Regions from separate parts of the Zea mays genome. Here region 1 is linked to region 2. Evidence: chromatin contacts called from public Hi-C data. All regions are on one chromosome and are shown on one strand. Each heading gives the region's core, a stretch centred on a gene start, on an enhancer-like site or on the middle of the called end of the contact. The rest is flanking DNA. Distances are from core to core; before and after follow the strand shown.

The links. A called contact is a pair of places that touch in the nucleus more often than the background predicts.
Region 1: a contact with region 2 is called in a Hi-C map of tassel, with 3 times the contacts expected there. The contact joins the promoter of LOC100216810 here to the promoter of LOC100273639 in region 2. A contact is called at or near these places in 2 of 25 Hi-C or Micro-C datasets (ear and tassel).

Annotation. Positions count from the first base shown.
Region 1 is chr6:40,849,261-40,852,779 of Zm-B73-REFERENCE-NAM-5.0, forward strand. LOC100216810 (P-loop containing nucleoside triphosphate hydrolase superfamily protein) reads right to left here and starts at 1,445. Exons shown (of 21, transcript NM_001359502.1): 1 at 1,155-1,445; 2 at 987-1,072; 3 at 564-641; 4 at 326-457; 5 at 1-3. The coding sequence starts at 1,236.
Region 2 is chr6:40,318,886-40,322,342 of Zm-B73-REFERENCE-NAM-5.0, forward strand. LOC100273639 (putative membrane-associated kinase regulator 4) reads left to right here and starts at 1,361. Exons shown (of 1, transcript NM_001148055.1): 1 at 1,361-2,708. The coding sequence starts at 1,546. The coding sequence ends at 2,529.

The DNA of each region.
Region 1 (3,519 bases), core at 195-2,694, 530 kb after region 2:
TACCTTCACAAATATTATAAAATATGAAAATCCTATACGTGAAATTGACTGTCTAGATTGAATAATTGGAAACAAATATTCAACAAAATGTTATGAATAATGAAATGACTAGAACGTGCCATAGAGACATAGAGTACAATGTATAACCCAGCTTTAAACATGTACTGAGAAGGGTCAGTAGTAGACAAACATATAGTGATGAATACATATGCAACGAGGCATTATGACACCAAAAAATCTCAACAGCCAACACTAGCCTCATTTTGAACTAATGGTGGTAATGGTTGCACTCATAACATCAGAACAATATTCATTTTGAACTTACTGTGGTTCGAAGCTTATAAGTAGGAGAAGCAATGGTAGATAATTTCAGTTTCCGATCATCTCCTTCTGCAAATGCCAAAAGATCCTTGGCAAGTGATCCGACATTTGCTGATGAAGAAAGGCCAACGAGAACCTGCAATAAATAGTTGTAAATCGACTTAAGAAAATACCAATTGTATGATCACAACAAACAACGAGTAATCAGGTAGGATCCAGAAGCAAAAGCTAAGAATACTAACAATGACGCGCGGTGCGCTTGAAGGTCCAGTTGACGAGCGCTTCTCCTTCAGCAAAGCAGCACGTTTTTTATCACGGATCTGCACCCCACAGGAAGATGTTTCACACGGCAGGTTAAAAACTAGATGATCGGATGAGAAAACCGCACTATAAGTTGCATGGCACCCTCCCCAAAAGCTGCAACCTCCCAATAACTGTAGAGTAAGCTCAAAGCAAGCTAAAAACACCCCGCCCAATCTAAGAGCAGACCAATCCTATCCTATGCAACATGCAGTTTATGTTGCAGCACACCTCAGACTAATCATCTTACGAACTAAAAACAATCGCACGAACCACAGAATTGGCGACCTCCAATAACCTCTGCTACATACAGAACCAAAAAAAAATTGACAAAAAGGTGTGCACGGTGCGCATTGGAGACTGACCGCCTTGCTCTGCTGGATGCGGGCGGCGCGGGCCCCCTTTACAGCGGCGCGGTGGCTGGTTTCTGACTTCCCGCTCCTGACCTTGTCTGGAAGGAGACGCAGACAGTGAGATGAGACATGAGCCGCGGAAGGTGGAGAGGAAACGGCGACGAGAGAGGCTGTACACACCGATCTTGTGCGTGTGGCGGGAAGCCTTGGACGCGAAGCGGCTCTTGTGGGCCTTGTTCACCTGCGCGCGGCCCCCGCCCATGTCGGCGGCGGCGGCGGGAGGACCGGCTGCTTTGCTGCGCGGGTCGTTGGAGGGACGATGATAGAGCTGGAGGCGTCAGGTGGTCAGTCGGCGGCCCGAGGAACCCTTATTTGTCGCTCGCTTCTCGATCGGTCCGGGGCGGAGCTCCTTCCTGCTTTGGACGGGCGGCGGAGACACGTGAAGGTTGGAGTGCACAAAATCGGAAAGCGCCGGCGGCGGGAGGACGAGGAGGTGGGTTAGGGCTTCTTTCTCCCAGGAGATCACAATATTATTTTATAAAGCACGCGGCCGTCAGATCACAATCCGACGTCCCGAAATCGGTTAGGAGAGGAGTTCGGCTCCAGGCTAGGCTAGAAGTTCGCGTCTAGTGCGCAGCCGGCAAAGCTTTTTTTTCTCCTAGTAATGCATTTTTCAAAAATATTTCTCCTAGTACCTAAAAATTAGGAGTTCCCTAAAACTTTAAATCCTAAATAAAATGGTATCACTCCAACAGCTTCCAATATTTTTCTAAAAATATTTTGGATGGGCGAATTATGGCCCTGCTTGTTTGGGCTTTGTTCAGCTTCTGGCCACAAAAAATTGTTGCGGACTGCTAAACGTCCTAGCTTTTCAGTCCGTTTCTATAAAAATCGTTTTGGTAAAAAACCGTCTAAAATCAACATGAACATAAAATTGTTTGGGCCTAAAGTTTAGTTAGGGGACTAAAGTTTAGTCCCTAACATGTTTAGTTGTAGGGGCTAAAAATAGTAAGAATATATTAAATGACTCATAAGAAGACTAAAGTTGCCTTTAACATTCTCCTGCTATTAGTACAATTGAACTAAATAAGGGGTAAATGTGGAATTAATATGGTTTAGTCCCTTTTAGCACATATGTGAAGGACTAAAGACTAAATCATTTTAGTCTATATTTTAGTCCTAGTGTTTGGCAAAAAAGGGACTAAATGAGACTAAAAACTAGAGACTAATCTTTAGTCCCTCTAACCAAACACCCCCTAACACATGTGCGTTGTGACGGTACATAATCATATTTCATGATATTGGTTGGAAACGACGAGGCTATACCCGTAATACAATCAATGGTTGAGCGAAGTAAACCAGTCATATAAATCCTTCCAAAAAATACCAATAATAGATAAATTTAATATCAAAGTGAGAATATTGTCTATACACCAGATATTAAATTGATACGAATAAATACTACACTTTATTTTAGCCATAAGACCGAGAAAGATATGAGTTGAAAAAGAACTCAATCCCTGTTTTTATAGAGCACTCTGTAGCTCGTCCTCGTTCAGCTAACGGGGTGTTACTATATGTTTACGGTTTCCTGTTTTATTGGGCTTGGTGGCTCCTCACGGTCTATACATGATGTAACAATCTTGACGACTTATAACTCAAGACACTGACTCCATATAAACACACGGTATGATTGCCGATTTTAAAGACCCACAACATCTTCCACTGAACCTATGCCATTTTATTTTCTGTGAGCCACACGCATTAAACACACAATTCATGGACATATAGAACCATATAGATGTCTCTGGCTATTGCACAATAATCTTGTCGGCGTTTCGAGACCGGGGGTCCCTTGGGCCGACGAGTGAGTGTCGCCGCGTGCCCCAGCCCAGAATATTCTCTAAGAGCTCTACTTGCCCATTTGACATGGGATGAGCCACGGCGGCCCAGTCCACCCGGATGTGGTGATCCTCGCAGAAGTCCAAGAACTTTCTGCCGGTGAACTGGGTGCCGTTGTCGGTGATGATGGAGTTCGGGACCCCGAAGCGATGGATGATGTTGGTGAAGAACGCCACCGCCTGCTCGGACCTGATGCTGTTCAGAGGTCGGACCTCGATCCACTTGGAGAATTTGTCGATGGCGACCAGCAGGTGCGTGTAGCCCCCGGGCGCCTTCTGCAAAGGGCCGACGAGGTCGAGACCCCACACAGCAAAGGGCCAGGTGATGGGTATCGTCTGCAGAGCCTGAGCGGGCAGGTGGGTCTGCTTCGCATAGAATTGACACCCTTCGCAGGTGCGGACAATTCTAGTGGCGTCAGCCACCGCCGTTGGCCAGTAGAAGCCTTGTCGGAAAGCATTCCCGACAAGGGCTCGAGGCGCTGCGTGATGGCCGCAAGCCCCCGAGTGTATCTCTCGCAGGAGTTCCTGACCCTCGGTGACGGAGATGCATCGCTGGAGGATGCCCGAGGGGCTGCGGTGGTAGAGCTCCTTCTCATCGCCCAGCAAGACGAACGACTTGGCGCGCCGCGCCACCCGCCGAGCCT
Region 2 (3,457 bases), core at 111-2,610:
CGTTATAAAATCAGTCCCTCAAACGGGCCGTTACCTTGCCTACCAATTAACCGTGTCGAGCCCGTGCCTGCACCGCGGGCCCGACGGCCAGCCCAAGCCCGGCACGGCTATTGAACCGGGCCGGCCCGGGCACGCCTCTAGTCGGGCCGTGCCGTGCTCGTGCCGGGTCACGACCGTGCCGGGTCACGGGCCCACTACCGGGCCGGCCCGTTTGGACATGTATACTGAGCACTGCCATTGCTGCATGTGTCGTGTGTGTGAGATGATGATGATGATGGCTTGGTTGGCTGGAGTGCTAGCTGCCATTGCAATTGCGGCATTTGCCATTGCTATGACAGGCTTTGGGAAAAGCTTATTACCATCCCATCCCATCCAGACGGTGGGTTAGTTAGTTAGTCACTATGCTAAGGGCTAGTTTGGCAACCTCATTTTTCTATGGGATTTTCAATTTCCAAATGGAAAATGAACTAATTTCCCATGGGAAATGAAAAACCTTTGGGAAATTGTGGTTCCCAAACCAGCCCTAAATAAATAATACTCTCTCCGAGAAAACTCCAGTACTAGTACTTACTTCGCCATGCTAGCCGTCTTTAACCGTTGGGTGTCTTTTTGACCGCCTGCCTTGGCTTTGCTGTGCTTTGCTTGCTGCAAGCTCCCTGGTCCCTGCTCCTCCTTTCCTTGGTAGCTTGGACACGCCACGGTTCAACAAAGCCGGGGGCATGGCATTGAATGAATCCAGTCCAACGCCAGCCAAGCCGTTCCGTGTTAATAATCAGCTATCACTGCCTGCGCTGCGACAAAGGCTTCATGTGAGCACGCATGACCTGCCAAAGCCAAAACGGAACAATTCTCACGGTTTTTACCGCCATCACCGGAAAGAGAGCTATCCTCCTGTTTGTCTGTGTGTATAAGAATTAAGAAGTTGACATAAAATTTCAGGAAAAACAAACAGTATGAGGATTGGCAGATAATTGCATAGATATAATAAGTAAGCTGCAATATTTTTTAGGACAATTAAAAGAATAACTTGTGATAAATACAACTCATAGTTTTTTTTCTATAGCTAAATGATAACAAGATTACATGTTTGAACAACAAGGAAGAAAAATATAGAAGAGGTGGCGTAATAAGGAGGCACCTGGTGCTGTGTGACACTACCATCCTTTGCCTCCTAACAGCAAAACACCTGCATCGATCACAGAAAAAATAAAGGTTGAAAAAAACAACAACAACTAATCACAACACCAACCAAACCAAACAAGCCAAGCGAAAGCGAGATGATTTGATTCATCGTCATCATCGCATCCACTGCTATTTCTATCATCACAGTACACAACAGTGGCTTGCAACAGAGACCCAACAAAACCAAACTGTAAGCGCACCGCCCAAAACCCTATAAACCATCTCCCATCTCTCTGGCTCGCTCGTCTAGCAGATGCACAGCAGCAGGCGTCCCCTGTCTTCGTCCTTCCGAAATCCCAATCCTCCCTCCGAGTCCCCCATCCCAAAACTCGGAGCTCCGAAGCTGGCACTGGCATCGCGGCAATGCCGAGGCCGCCCACAATGGTGATCCAGGACGACTACATCGACATGGACCTGACCCCGGCAGCCACACCGGAGCCCTCGCCAGCCTCGCCCCGCTTCGAGTTCCAGAGCGCCGGCGCCGGCGCCGCCGGCGACAGGCATAGGGAGGCGGCGTTCGCGTCCCCCGCGGACGAGCTGTTCTACAAGGGCAACCTGCTGCCGCTCCACCTGCCGCCGCGGCTGCAGCTCGTGCAGAGGCTCCTCCAGGACCAGGAGCAGCCGCCGCCGCTGCGAGGGGCGAAGCGGGATGCGGAGTCGGATGCCACGGCGGCGGCGGCGGCAGAGCGAGGAGACGCCGACGCTGCCGCTGCCGCCAGCAAGGTGTGCGCCGCCAAGAAGCCGTCTTGGGCCAAGAAGCTCAAGGTGGTTAAGCGGTGGGCGTCGAAGGAGTACATCCGGTCGCTCTTCCTGGCCAGGCCGCCGTTGCCGAGCGACATCGTCGCCGCCGCCGGTGGCGCCAGCGCCAGCGGCCACGGCATCGGCAGCGTCAGCGCGAGGGGGAGCGTCCTAGAGCAGGAGGAGGTGTGCCAGTGCCAGCACCGCAAGTCCTTCTCCGGCATCATCCGCCGGGTGCGCCTCGTGGCGACCAAGGCGCCTGGGACCTCGCCGCTGTGCTCCTCCTCGTCCTCGTCCTCCTCGTCGTCCACGCCGTCGTGCCGCAACGCAAACGGGTTCTTCTTCCGGACGCCGGCGTCGGCGGCGGGGGCGACGCCGGCGCTGAAGCGGAGCAGCAGCGCCGGGTCGTCCGAGGAGGGCGCCATCCAGGGCGCCATCGCGCACTGCAAGCGTTCCCAGCTGCTGCAGCCCGGGATGGTGGCCTCGGCGGCGGCGCGGAGGAGCGTCAGCGACGTCATGTTCTACTCGGTGACCAACACGCCCAGAGCCTCTTCCGTGACCGCCGGCGAGGTGGCGCAGGAGAGGAGGCAGGAGATGTGCAGGGGCTGATGATGGCCGATGACATGCCACCCATGGATCAAAAGCGACATTCTTTTGTTTCTTTTCTTTTTTGTTTATTTTGCTTGTGAAGATGATGAGCAATGTGATGTGGGTTGCTCTGGTGATGATCAGGACGCAATGTGCTGTGACTGTTTCCCCGGTTCCCTTGATTCTTTGCGATCTTCTCCGAGCCAAGGATTTTCTCACTTGAGCTGTTCATAATCATATTGGCATTCTTTATTTCTTCTCCCCAGCTGCATCTCATCCTCTGTTGCATTCTTCTCCATCTCAAAGACTCAACGGCTCTGCCGCTGCTATGCTAGTGCTCACTGACTCACTGTGTCCATTGTTGGGAGATGTAGGGACGTAGGGTAGCCGGGTAGGGCAGGGCCACAGCACGGCAAGGCACGTTGTTTGAGTAAACGGTGCAAGGGTGGCACTGGCTTGGTGGCAGATTTGGTTCCGCTCCCAAGTACGCAGCTTGACCATACTCCTCTGTCCTCTGTACAAATCAGGAGGCCACTTCTATTTGCCGTATAGTCAATGGTGATCCAGTGCTTGCACCTACCCTCTGTACTGGCTCCATAGATACAGTGTACGTAGAAGAACACTCCAGTACAGACAGGTCTCCAGCTTACTGTAGGTGCTTAAGCAAAAAGCAGAGCCCTCTGCATCTACCTCGCCGCTCCGTTGGCTTCGAAACAAAGCTAGTTAGGTTTGGAACAGCCGTCTCGTCTGCTCCATGGAAATGCTTGGCCTTTTGCCAACACGAAAGCTTTAAAGGAAGAACCCTTGGCGAAACAAGATTACGACGGCCCCATCGGATGGATCATTGCGTCTGCAAACGAACAGATCAGCAAAAGCAAAGCAGTGTTAGGCAAACTCTGGAATAGATTAGGAAATGCGGTTCTGGCATCTGGATTTTTTTTCTTTCATT